2 separate regions of the Mus musculus genome follow, and region 1 is linked to region 2. Evidence: chromatin contacts called from public Micro-C data. All regions are on one chromosome and are shown on one strand. The core of a region is the stretch at or near the end of the contact, and the rest is flanking DNA. Distances in the headings are between cores, read along the strand shown.

The links. A called contact is a pair of places that touch in the nucleus more often than the background predicts.
Region 1: a contact with region 2 is called in a Micro-C map of the G1E-ER4 cell line, with 1.6 times the contacts expected there. The contact joins two enhancer-like sites. A contact is called at or near these places in 1 of 15 datasets of contacts at CTCF or cohesin (the NIH/3T3 cell line), 3 of 484 Hi-C or Micro-C datasets (the G1E-ER4 cell line, bone marrow and nephron progenitors) and 4 of 115 datasets of contacts at active chromatin or transcription factors (double positive thymocytes, embryonic stem cells, expanded potential stem cells and 1 more).

The regions. Positions count from the first base shown.
Region 1 is chr11:57,681,816-57,687,689 of GRCm38.p6, reverse strand. All of the region lies in intron 1 of Galnt10 (polypeptide N-acetylgalactosaminyltransferase 10), which reads right to left. Among named protein-coding and RNA genes, the nearest start is that of Gm51896, 14 kb to the right of the region's middle. Within about 2 kb of position 1,414, at least 109 of the 459 cell types and tissues checked have an H3K27ac peak or open chromatin away from gene starts, as enhancers often do. A contact at or near this core is called in the G1E-ER4 cell line, where this site is marked.
Region 2 is chr11:57,613,523-57,619,597 of GRCm38.p6, reverse strand. No RefSeq gene overlaps it. Among named protein-coding and RNA genes, the nearest start is that of Galnt10, 29 kb to the left of the region's middle. Within about 2 kb of position 1,872, at least 8 of the 459 cell types and tissues checked have an H3K27ac peak or open chromatin away from gene starts, as enhancers often do. A contact at or near this core is called in the G1E-ER4 cell line, where this site is marked.

The sequences.
Region 1 (5,874 bases), core at 165-2,664, 69 kb before region 2:
GGAACCAACAGAAAGGGCCCATTATCCTTAACATCTGAACTCCGCACTGTCTATCACATAAGAGGGACAGAAGCCTATGGGGTTGTCAGGCTGGCCCTTTCTGAGATACACATCTGTGATTAGGCTGTCGCTCACCTGTCCTTGTACCGAGCGCTTACGGGATGCACCATCCAACACACACTTCCCCTCTTCGGGTCCTTATCAAGACCCCGGGAGAGCCATTTTTACTTATCTAACTTTGTAGGTGGGGACATGGGGTTAAGAGAAGAGGCCTGTGTAAGGCCGCCTGGGACTAGGGATGGTCCTGGTAGTGTCTGTCAGCCATGTCTGAGGGTTCTCTTGTATTTACCAGTTTAACAGACTGCATACCCATGAGGGAAAGGCGTGTATCCCTCATTGGCTTTGTACTGCACCTGGTCTATTGTAAGCATAAGCTTGTTCTCTCTCTCTCTCTCGTTCTCTCTCCCTCTCCCTCTCCCTCTCCCTCTCTCTCTCTCTCTCTCTCTCTCTCTCTCTCACACACACACACACACACACACACACGAGCGCGCGCACGGAGCACGATACCACAGGGAACTGGAATGGGAGCCTCTGGATTTGGACAAACTCTCCACGTCCTAAAGTGGCTCTACTGAAAACAGCCCAGCCCTCTGTGACCGTCAGGCTTTTCTCAGCGGGCCTACAGGCTCATCAACAATCTTATCATCGAGGACCAAGAGTCATGGATGCCACCCTCTGAGCACAAAGCTTGGCTTTTAGAAACTGCTTTACTAAAACACAGCTAAGGCTAGAGACGGAAGCTGCCAATCCACAGGCTTCCCAGAACCCAGGGCTTCTTCCCTAGAGAATGTGAGAGGCTTAAGCTCCGGGCCCAGGGCACTCAGACCTACTACCCCAGCAAGGCCCCTAAGCAGAGGCCACAGGAGCTTCCTACCCAGGGCGGTGACTCTGGGCCATGCCCAGGTCAGGCAGGCCAACTCCTCTCAGTTACAGTATCCAGCTCCTAACATCTCTCCCTGCAAGACGAGGAAAAGATGGTGTCACCCAGCAGGGGGACAGTTCGGGGACTTTTGCCCACCTGAAGCCTACAGAGGAGGACCGTGGGAGGACACAGAAACACAGCAGCCAGGGTGGAAAGACTTCAAATGGTCAACTAAAGAAAAGCACAGACCGAAGGGTTTTGAGTCCACACCCCAGCGGGTCATGGTGATGTAAGCCTGTAATCCCAGCACGGGGGAAAGCTGAGGCAGGAGGATCATCTTGAGTTCTGGGCTAGCCTGGTCTACACAGTGAAAGGCCTTCCTGAAAAACACCAAAACCAAACCAAACAACAAAGGGTTCACAAATACACCAGCTCTGCCCTTTGGCAGCCTTCAGATTTCCCTCCACTGAGCAACAACTTCCTCATTTGCACCAGGAAGAAATAACAGCTCTCCTCCAGAGGTGTGGGTACATCAAACCCACAGCTCACTGGGTGCCTGGTGCACACACAGTAAGAGAGCAATCAGTAGTCATATTATAGAGAATACACCTTTTTCCCTGGAGATTTAAAACAAAAAACAAAAAAACCCCAACCTCCTCACACAATAACAGAGCCAAGGAGGAATTCAGCTGAAATAAATTAAAAACAAAAAACAAAACAAAACAAAAAAACGGAAGCAGAAACCGCTTCCTGTAGCTGAGTATTTATGAAGCCAATTTCAGCTCTAAAAGCTAATGACCCCCCACGCTATTCCCCCAATGGCGTCCGTGCAGCAGAGCCCTCAGAGCAGGACATGTCCTCCCCGTGGGTGTCCCTGGGGCTGCACACACTCTTAAGCCTCACCAGCCCTGCCTAATCAGCCATAATCCTGCTAATGATCAGGAAGAGGTGCGGGGAGAAGGGGAAACAGGAGAGGAGAGAGGGGAGAGGGGAGAGGGGAGACGGGAGACTGGAGATGGGAGATGGAGACGCAGGTGGAGGGATCTAACACACCAGCTTCGTTTCCTCCAGACAAACTTTTGCCCGAACCAGATTAATTCAATCTGCATATTAATATGGATTACTAATTAATGACTAAAAAATGCTTTCAAGGCTGAAAGTGTGATGGGAGGGTTTTAAAAAAATAATAACATCCAGGAGACTCTGGGTAAGAACGAAGAGGAAATAAGCCAGCCTCTTTTATTTTCTCTCGTTTTTTTTAATTTATACTTTTATGGTTGAAGGAAATGGTGGGCATTAGGAGGATTCGTGTAAAGCAAAGAAGGATAAAACAGTGTGTGGGGGGGTGTCCAGTGGGGGGAGGGGGTGTCATCTGTGTCCCAGGCAGCCATGGTGCATAGTTCTAGATCTCCCCAGATCCTGACTTCTGGGGGAATTAAGTGGCAAGCTCTGAAAGCCCTTGTCCGTCCGTCCCGGCCAAGGGAAGTGGATACTAAGGGCCCAAGGCGCCTGGATTGGCAGTTGCTCCCCTGCTTTCTGAGTCTAAAGACAGCCTTGCAAGTGAGCATCAGAGAAACAGACACACAGCAGGCCTGGGCAACAGGAGGTCTAGGAGGAGTTCAAGGACAGCCTGGGCTACAATGAGACTCAGGAGAAAGAAGAGGGCAGGGCAGGCGACAGAGGAGGAAAAGGGAGGGGAGGAAAGAGGAGGGGAGATCTATAGATACCAATCTTGGTCCCAGGCTCACAGAGACGGCAGGGGCAGGGGCAGGGGCAGGAACTCACATCTCCCTCAGACCGTTCACTGAAAACTCTCCCTAACAGGCTGATGCATCAGAGTACTGAGGACAGCACCCTTTCATACATGCTGACGATCCTAGCTTTTAATTTAGCTTGGCAACATAAACCCTAGTTCATCTCCTCCTTTGAAGCCCATGGCTTCTCTTGATCAACACTCCTGTATAATTTGGCTGCCAGACACCTGCTGGGTGTCTAGCAATTGAGCGGGTGGAGGAGGCTCTCAGCTTAACAAGGGGGAAATTGGAAGACCCTAATAGAGACAGCAGCGGCAGTGGGTTGGGTATCTGGTCTAGCCTGCACTCCGACTTCAGAGTTCTTTCTTTTTAATATTATGTTATGTGCACAAGTGTTTTGATTGCATGTTTGTGTGTGTGCCCCATGCCTAGTACCCTCAGGGATCAGAAGAGGACACCAGAGACCCCGACCCCGGAGCTGGAGTTACAGGTGGTTGTGAGCCTCTTGGGAACTGAACCTGGGTTGAACTCTGTAAGAGTAACAATGTTCTCAACTGCTGAGCCCTCTTGGTCAACTAGGGAGCCAGACTGAACCAGGACTGTGGAGGATAACAGTTCCCAGCTTCATCTTCACACCAGGGAAGCCAATCTAGTATTTAGTGATGTGTCTTTCTACCCTAGTCCACCCTGGCCACCTCCTCCAAGCAGACAGCCCAGAACTGGTAGGTGAGGCCTGAGCCACACAGCCAGCCTACAGCTGGGTGTGTGAAAAAGGACACAGTTTGGCCTGGAGAGCTGCCCACACTCTGCCTGCCTGGCCCCATCCATCAGCCTGGGGAGAAGAGGGAGGAGGGGTGGGGTGTCTCATTTTCCAGCATGGCATTGGGAACGTTTTCTAAATGTGACCCTGTTTCTGTTATGAGACTCAAAGTGCTCCAGCCGCAGGATCATAAATACTCAGAAGTGACTGCTAATGGGTATGGCAGTGCGTGGAATGCCAAATGGCAGCGAGGAGTGACGCCGTAAATTACACAGAGCCCCCCCTCCTCCCTCTCCATCTCGCTGGGGGTGTTCGGTGGGTTGGCAGCGATAAGCCAGGCTTTCCAGTGGATTTCAAGGGGCTCCCTGTGAATTCAGGTGGAGCTCTGAGAAAACACTTCCGACAGATGCTAAGAAGCAAGCCCAAGGCCACTGGGATTTCCAGACCAAATAGATATATTAAAGGTATGTTTAAGGAGCTGGGCTGAGTGGCACTCTGGATCACCAAGGGTTGGAGGTCAGCCTGGACCACATTGCAAGACCTTGTCTTAAATAAAAGTCAAGGGGTCAGTGGGACACCTGAGTATGTAATATGCTTGTCACATAGCTTTATGACCTGAGTCTTATCCCCAAAACCGCCTATGAGGGCTGGTTTTAATTGTTAATTCCACTAAATCCAGAAGGACTTGGGGATGAGAAATGAGTCCACGAGAGACTGTCTAGCTCGGGTTGGCCTGTGGGCGTGTCTGCAGGGGATTTTCTTGATTGCCTTAATTGATATGGCAAGAGCCCATCTGATAGTGCAGGCACCATTCCCTGAGTTCCTGGGGTTTGGGTCCTGGACTGTGTAAGAGAAGCAAAAGACTACCGAAAGCCCGCTGTGCGTGCGTTCATGTCTCTCTGCTCGTGAGTGCGGATGTGGTGGCAGCTGCCTGAAGCCGCAGCAGCTGGGACACCCCCACAGCAAAGACTGTGAGCTGGAACTGTGAGCCAAAACCCTTCCTCCCCCGGGATGCTTTTTCTCAGGATGTGTTATCGAAGCAACAGAAAGGAGAATACCAACGAAAGGTGGGAGAAGAGAATCAACTCCACAAAGTTGTCTTCTGACCTCCACATGGCCCCGTGGCATGTGCACTCCCACAGACACATTAATAATACACATAATAATGGAAAAAATTAAACAACTGCTAAAAAATTTTCAGTGTATATCCATGTTTGGAATACACACACACACACACACACACACACACACACATATATATATATATACACATAGTGTCCAAATAAAGATGAATATACTTAGTACATGAAACCAATAATTTCAAGAACGCAGATGGCGACAGCTAAGATCAGGATCAGGAGCTGTAGCTGTAGCTCAGGGTTAGAGCTCTTGCCTGACTTGCAAGAGGCCCAAGACTTAATCCTCGGTACTGCCTATAAGTAAATAAACCAATGCACTGTGTCAGGTCCCGGGCTCAGCGCTGCACGTGGATTATCTAATGGAATTCCTGCAGTTAGTCCATGCAACAGATGCTGCCATTATTCTGATTTTACACCCGAGAGTGTTGATGAAGTCACTTGTCCAGAGTCACAGCTGGAGGGACAGGCTGGGGGTGTGCACACAGCAGAGTCTGGGGTCTGGCTAACCTTGCTGGTCTCTCTCAGTCAAAGCAGACTCACCCAAGAGACAGTGGGGGGGGGAGCGGGGGGGGGAGCGGGGGGGGGAGCGGGGGGGGGGGCGGCGGAGCTTCGGAGCAGAAGCAGAAGCAGAAAGATTATGAACTCCAGACCATTCTGGACTACATAACAAGACACTGTCCCAGTGATGGGTAGAGGTGTCACTGTGAACAGGAGAAACCTAGGGACTATATCACTGTCACATTACAGGGCCTGTCATTAGCACAATGAGCATACGACCCGCCTGTAGACAGCCGTTATGAAACAGTGAACATCTGCAGTGTCCTGCTCCGCCTGGGCCTTTTAGACTTGGTTCCTTCTTTGGCAAAATGAAGGCAATACCAGCTTCCAGCTGTTAGAACAATTTGATGACATCTCGCACATGAAGAGTCCTTTGAAACCCTACAAAGCACTGCCCCGATTGAATTATTCATGAAAATTCATTGATGAAAAAATTTAGGTCCAGCCCTGACATTCATGTCTCCTTTGTAGAAGAACACCTTGCTCCTGATGTTGAAAGCTAACAGCTTAGCCATGACAGAATATCCAGTCACCTCAATTCCACCTCTGGTCTTCTAACACATGCATGCATGTGCACGTGTGTGCACTCCTGTACACACACACACTCACTCACACTGAGGAAGTAGAGTCAGTTGACCCCTATGGCCCTTTCCTGAATCTGTAGCAGGCAATCTGGTGGCTAGATAATGGGACAGACTGTAAAACTGTAACCTTGCTCGGCAGGCAAACAGGTCTCAGATT
Region 2 (6,075 bases), core at 623-3,122:
GAGTAGTTTTAGAGATCAGTTTCCTCCAAAATGAAACATCCCTCCAAGGAAGAGGAAGAAGAGGAGGAAGGTGAAGAAGAGGAGGAAGAGGAGGAAGAGGAGGAAGAGGAGGAGGAGGCTTACTACGATTAGGAGGTAAACAAACTTCACAAGTTTAGGAAAGCTGAAACTGCTAAGATTCACGAGCCCTTCCTCAGAGTCACGGGAAGCAGTAGACAGCCACCAGACAAGAAGACTCTGACCATCTAAGCTGCTGAAAGGACGTTCTTGGACCCAGGGAGATGCTTCCTGGTGGTACAAGGAGCTCCAGGGTCCCAGCTTTTGTGAGTCTGGGTGAGCATTTCAGAGATAGCTCCTTTTGAGTCATTCCTGCTTCTATAAGTGACCCCTTACCCACCGGGCCTGGGCAGCACTGTAGAGCTGGCCCTGGTGGCATGGATGCAGGTGAGCAGGAGAGCTGACCCTGCCCCTTGCCGGCTACAGCATTGGTTAATCTAGCCAGGTCAGTGCTGGACAGCTGGCCCTGGTGGTGTGTGTCTGGGAGAGCAGGTGAGCTGACCAATTCAGCTACCACCCAGGCCCAGATATCCAGGGCTCTGAGTAGGTCCACCCAAACATCTACCTATGAGCTGTTAGAGCACATGAAAGGGCCGGTTCTGCTGACCCAAAACTGCAGGATCTCTATGACACAGGACAACAACATGATATCTGGAAGGAGACCAGGTGAGGATCCAGTATTGATGGTATAACAGAAGCCAGAGCCTTGAACCAGACCAGTGACTCATTGCATTAAACATTTGCAAGAAGTGTGGATGAAAGAGTTTACTGTGGAGCACACTGTGACACACTACAACTTCCATGATGAGAGGCTGTTATGTTTTGTTTTATTTATTTTTATTTTGTGGGTTGTTTTCTTTTGTGGGGGAGGTTGCAAGGGCAGAGGGTGGATATGAAGGGTCTAGGAGATGAGTAAGGCTAGGGTAACAAAGGCAACAAAAATAATCTAGGCTACAGGAGACCCCGTGTCAGTCCACCCCCACTTACCCCAAACAAGAATCAGGACAACAGCAACACACTACAGCAAACCAGAGGAAGTGTGAGCATGCCTGCTCAGAAAGCCCAGGGAGACATGGCGGTCACCCGCCAGAGGCTCTTCTCAGGGTGGTTGACAACTTGTATCATATGATGGACATCTGAGATAAATACTTCTCTGATTGACATTAGTGGCAACCGAGCAGGTGTCAATAGAGTGGAAGTCACATGTCCTGATCACACTAATCTAAGGGGTCCAATGAGACACTGAAACTCGAGAGCCACCGTGTGTTCTAGAAGCATCCAAGAGTCATCTCATAGCCAAAGGCCCCCCAGGCAGAATTTCCAGCGCAACAAAAGTGTCTGGGAGAAGGACTTCCCCCAGGCAGCTGTCCAGGACAAGGAGCAGGGAGGTGGAGCCTGCATGAGGATCACTGACAAGGCAGGTCAGGCAGGACAGGACGCTGTTAAGACCGCAAATGGGTTCTGAGAAGTGTCTGCTTGTGGGTAATTATCCTCGGCGTTTTCCTGCACTCCAGATCTCATAAAGAGGTTTCAAAGACCGGTTCTCTGGGGACTGTTTTATCAAAAGGGATTTAACATGAGGAAAAGCATCTAGATCAAACCCAGCTACTAATTGAAACAGCAAGATCTGAAAGAAAAAAAAATAGTAACAGGAGTTTCTGAAGCAGTGGAGAAACGAGGTGAATATGCAGATTGACCAGAAACCTCAGGGCTGTGGGACTGGGGAATATGGACTTGGAACCTAAACCTGCTGGCTGGTGTGGGAAACACGGGGCGCCACCTGCTGTCTTTATAATTGAGTCACTTATTTCAGGCAGCACATTGGTCGTTTGCCGACCACACACTTCATTCACTGCACACTGGGACTGAGTGAGCACCCGGCCCAGCCTGCCTTAGTCACCTTGATGGGTAGGGGAGGTGTTTCTTTTAGAAGCCTGTGGTACTCAATCCCCCACTCGGCCATCTTAGCTGGAGGAGCCGCTTCCTCATCTCCCTACCCCTGTGTCGTTCCCCCCCCCCAAAACCCCACCGGTTCATTTCTGACGGTTTGGTTTTACTCTCAGGTCAAATTGGGAGTAAGAGTCTGAAGTCTGGAGAAATAGCTCCGTTGGTAGAGGGCTTGCCTGGCAGGCATGAGGTTCTAGATTCTGTCCCCAGCAAGAGTAAACTGAATATTATTGTGCATGCCTGCAATCCTGGGGTTTAGGAAGTGGAGGCAGGAGGAGTAGGAGTTCAAGGTTATCCTAGGTAGCATTGAGAGATCAAAAACTTCCTGGGATGTGTGAGACTTATCTGTGACTTAAAAAAACAAAACCACCACCAACAAAATATCTATTCATGAACAGGAAGAATGCCGTCCTTCCCCGGCTCTCCCAATAGCCACACAGTGATCAGATCTTGGCCTTGACTCTCACAAGCTGTGTACCTGTGAGCAGGTAGCGCATCCACACTTTTCTTCAGCTTCCTTATATGTGAAATAGGATAAAATGTGTGAGGGCAGGCAAGATGACTCACAGGCAACAGTGCTTGCCATTAACCCTAACAACCTCAATTTGACCTCCGGAAACCTCATGGGGGAGAAAACCAACTCCTAAAAGTTGTCCTTTGACCTCCGCATACATGGGATGGCTTGGATGAATCACATGCACACACACACACACACACACACACACACACACACACACACACACACACACATTCACATACTATATATATGTGTATGTGTAAGATAAATAATAAATACAATGTAATTATGTTTTAAAATAGAAAACTATATGGAAGGTGCATGGAGACATTATAATTAGAGCACAGGGTGGGAGTGGGGCTATTTGTCAGAGGGTGGCTTACCATAAATTTGAGTAGTTGTAGGCTTCTGTTTGCCTCTCCCGAATAGAATACCTGAACTCCAGCAGAGCTGTCTGACCCATCCCTATATCCCCAACCTTACTCAGTGTCTCAGTCACTGTTTTTGTAATGTTCTAAGGAATAAAAGACCCACCCCACAGTGCGTGGTAGGATTGGGGGGTGGGGAAAGTGAGGAATGCTGGGGAGAGCAGGTGCTCTTTGGAGGTTGCCTCCCAAACACCTCCAGCAGCTTCCTGTACTTGAAGCCACCATAAAAAGCATCCTTAAAATGGAGGCAAGCAGGAATCAGGAGAGATCTAGAGCCCAGCCTCAACCTTGGCGCTATGCTGTAGCATGCCCAGGGAAGAGAACAAGAAAGCAGGCAGGCAGGTACAGGAGCCCACGGGAAGGCAGAGGCAGGGTGAGCAATCAGAGGTGCTCCAGGTGGACATTTAGGAGGCCGAGACAGAGCCGGGGACACCGATGGTTGATAGACACATCGTAGAAGCTGAAGAAGCAAAGGAGGGAAGACAAGTGTTGGGCCTGGCAGGGAATCCTCCAAAGGCTGACAGGCTACAGTTGGCTGGTGATTAATGAGCAGCGAGCGTTTCCTCACAGCAGAGCCTCCATGGAAGCGGCTGGAATGGGACTCCCAGCTCTCAGAGTTTCGGAGATCGCGGTGCATAGGAAGGAGTTCAGCCTCCCTGTCTATCTCGCAAGCTTTAAACAGCGACCGGTGAGAGCAAGTTGGTGGCTCAAGCCTGGAATTCCAGAGCTAGCATCAGCTACACAGGAAGCTCAAGGCTATGTAGGTTTCTTTGTCTCACACATTCCATCCCAAACGTTGAGACCCACACGGGAAGTTTTGACTCAAGATTGATGGCATTGACTAGTCTCCACCTCTCCCCTTTCCTCTCCTCTTCTCTTCATTCCTCCCCTCTTCTTCCCTTCTTTCTTCCTTCCGCCATCCTTATCCCTCCTCCTCCTCCCCCTCCCCCTCCTCCTCCTCTTCTTCTTCCTCCTCCTGTTCTTCCTTCCTTTTGAATTATTCAGCATACAGAAAATACAAGGCGCACAGGACCACAGAGATCCAATAGGACATGATTCTTAACTTCTAAAGTGTCCTCAGTGGCAGCTCGTGAGAGGAAAGAAGCCGTCAGCAGGATGGGGGTGGGGGTGGGGGGTACAGTGTGGTTCTGCTTACGACATCAGTGTTCAATTTTGTTTGTGTGAGCTTCCTGGGTATGTGGAGAGGCGGGCACGGAATGAGCCAGGCGACAATGATCAAATTTGCAGCGGAAGCTTCTGGGGGATGGGTAGAGATGGAATCTGAATGGAAACTGAGGGGCTTCATCTGAATGAATGTGAATGAGGTGGTCCTTATTTTACTTGAGGGGGCGGGGAGAGGGAAATGAGATGACTCTGCGAATAAAGGAGCTTGCTGCCAAGCCCGAGGACCTGAGTTCAATACCCAGAATTTCCACATGGCCAAAAGAGAGGATAGATTCCCCAAAGTTGTCCTCTGACTTCCACATAGGTTTTGGGGCATGGGGGTACTCTCTCTCTCTCTCTCCTATAATAAATGTTGAAATGAAAAGGAGGACTATCTAATGGTGTTTCAGAGCAGCCACTCTTAAATCGTTCCTGTCAGTTTCTCATGTTAAAGCAAAGCAGCTCTGTAAGTGTGTGATCCAGCACATTTTTTTTTTTCAAAAGCAGATGCACCAGCCACGAGGCCTCCGTGAGGCACCCTCTCTTACAGCCCTGCATCTTTCGTCCCTCTGGTCACAGTCTGAGTAACAGATTCTCCGGAACTGTTTCAAGCTGGCCCATGCTCTCGGCGGCAAGGTTCGATGAGGCGCGGGATTAACTGCTATGCGGCAGAGGCTTCAGTCCCAGCAAGAGAGTGCTCCCACCAGTCCTCACATAACGGGGACTAGATATGAGAACGTGGGAGAACTGGGCATGTTTACATTAGATGCCAGCTGTACAGGGACATGTGGTGACTTCCTGTATCCTGTGTGACAGGAGCAAGTGATTAGACCTTTTTTGGTTTCATTGTTTTGAGAATAAGTAACCCTGGGTTGGACTTGAACTTACTATGTGGCTGAGGATGACCTTGGAGCCCTGGTCCTCCTGCTTCTCTCTCAAAAGGGCTAAGACTTAAGGCCTGTGCCCCTGAGTCTGGATCAAGTGTTTAGATCCTTTAAAGGCCTTCTGTCCACGTTTGCACAACAGAAATGATTCCTATCTCATTGCACTGTCATACATATTACATGAGTTGTGTGCATAAGTGCCTAGCCCATTGCACTGGGTAAGGAGCTGTAAACAGCTACTTCCTGTTGGGACTGCAGTCGCTTTGGGGAGCACTTTCTGTTCTATCAGCAGGCCTAGCTGTGGAGGGATAGAAGCTTGCAGTATTTGACCAGTGCTCTCTACGCAGGCAAGGACAAATAGGGGGAAAAATTTCTGCATTATAAGGGCACACCTGTTACACATGTTGCAGAGTGGAACCTGCAGTTTCTGTATGGATGGCTCAGCACACATACTAATGCTTTGCTTGTTCTCAGTTTGCCCCCAGCCCAGGCGGTGCTGGGAGGCATACAGAACTGCCGTGGCCCAACACGAACCACGCTTACAGCTGCACAAAGACCAACAATGAGGGACAGAGTCACATGGACGAAGCTGACTACCTGACCAAAGGAGCAGGGCAGAAGTGTGGAATGACTGAGTTTTGTTCTATTCTCTGTATAAGCAGCTGGCTGGAGATGGGATGAAAGGCAGTTTGCTGAGGTGTATTTCTGCTGCCTTTCTTGGACCTGCAGCTCTCAATGAAGTACCACTGAAAGGTTTTGCCTACAGTGTAGGTGATAACAGGTGGGCACACAGTCAGGGAACTACACCCCAGAGGTGAGCATTTGAGAGAGCAAGCAACAGAATCAGGTAAGAAGCTGAAGCTCAGAGAGAGGGAGAGAGATAGAGAGAGAGACCCAGAGAGAGAGAGAGAGACAGATAGACAGACAGAGACAGAGAGACAGACTGTGGTGTGTGTAGGTGGGAGACAGAGATGAAGGCTGTGCTGTGCCCCAGGTTCCGACTTTCTGCCTAGAATCTAAGGACATCCCTCTAGCCTTGCCCACTAGAACTTCCAACACACCTTCAACAGGCTCCAAG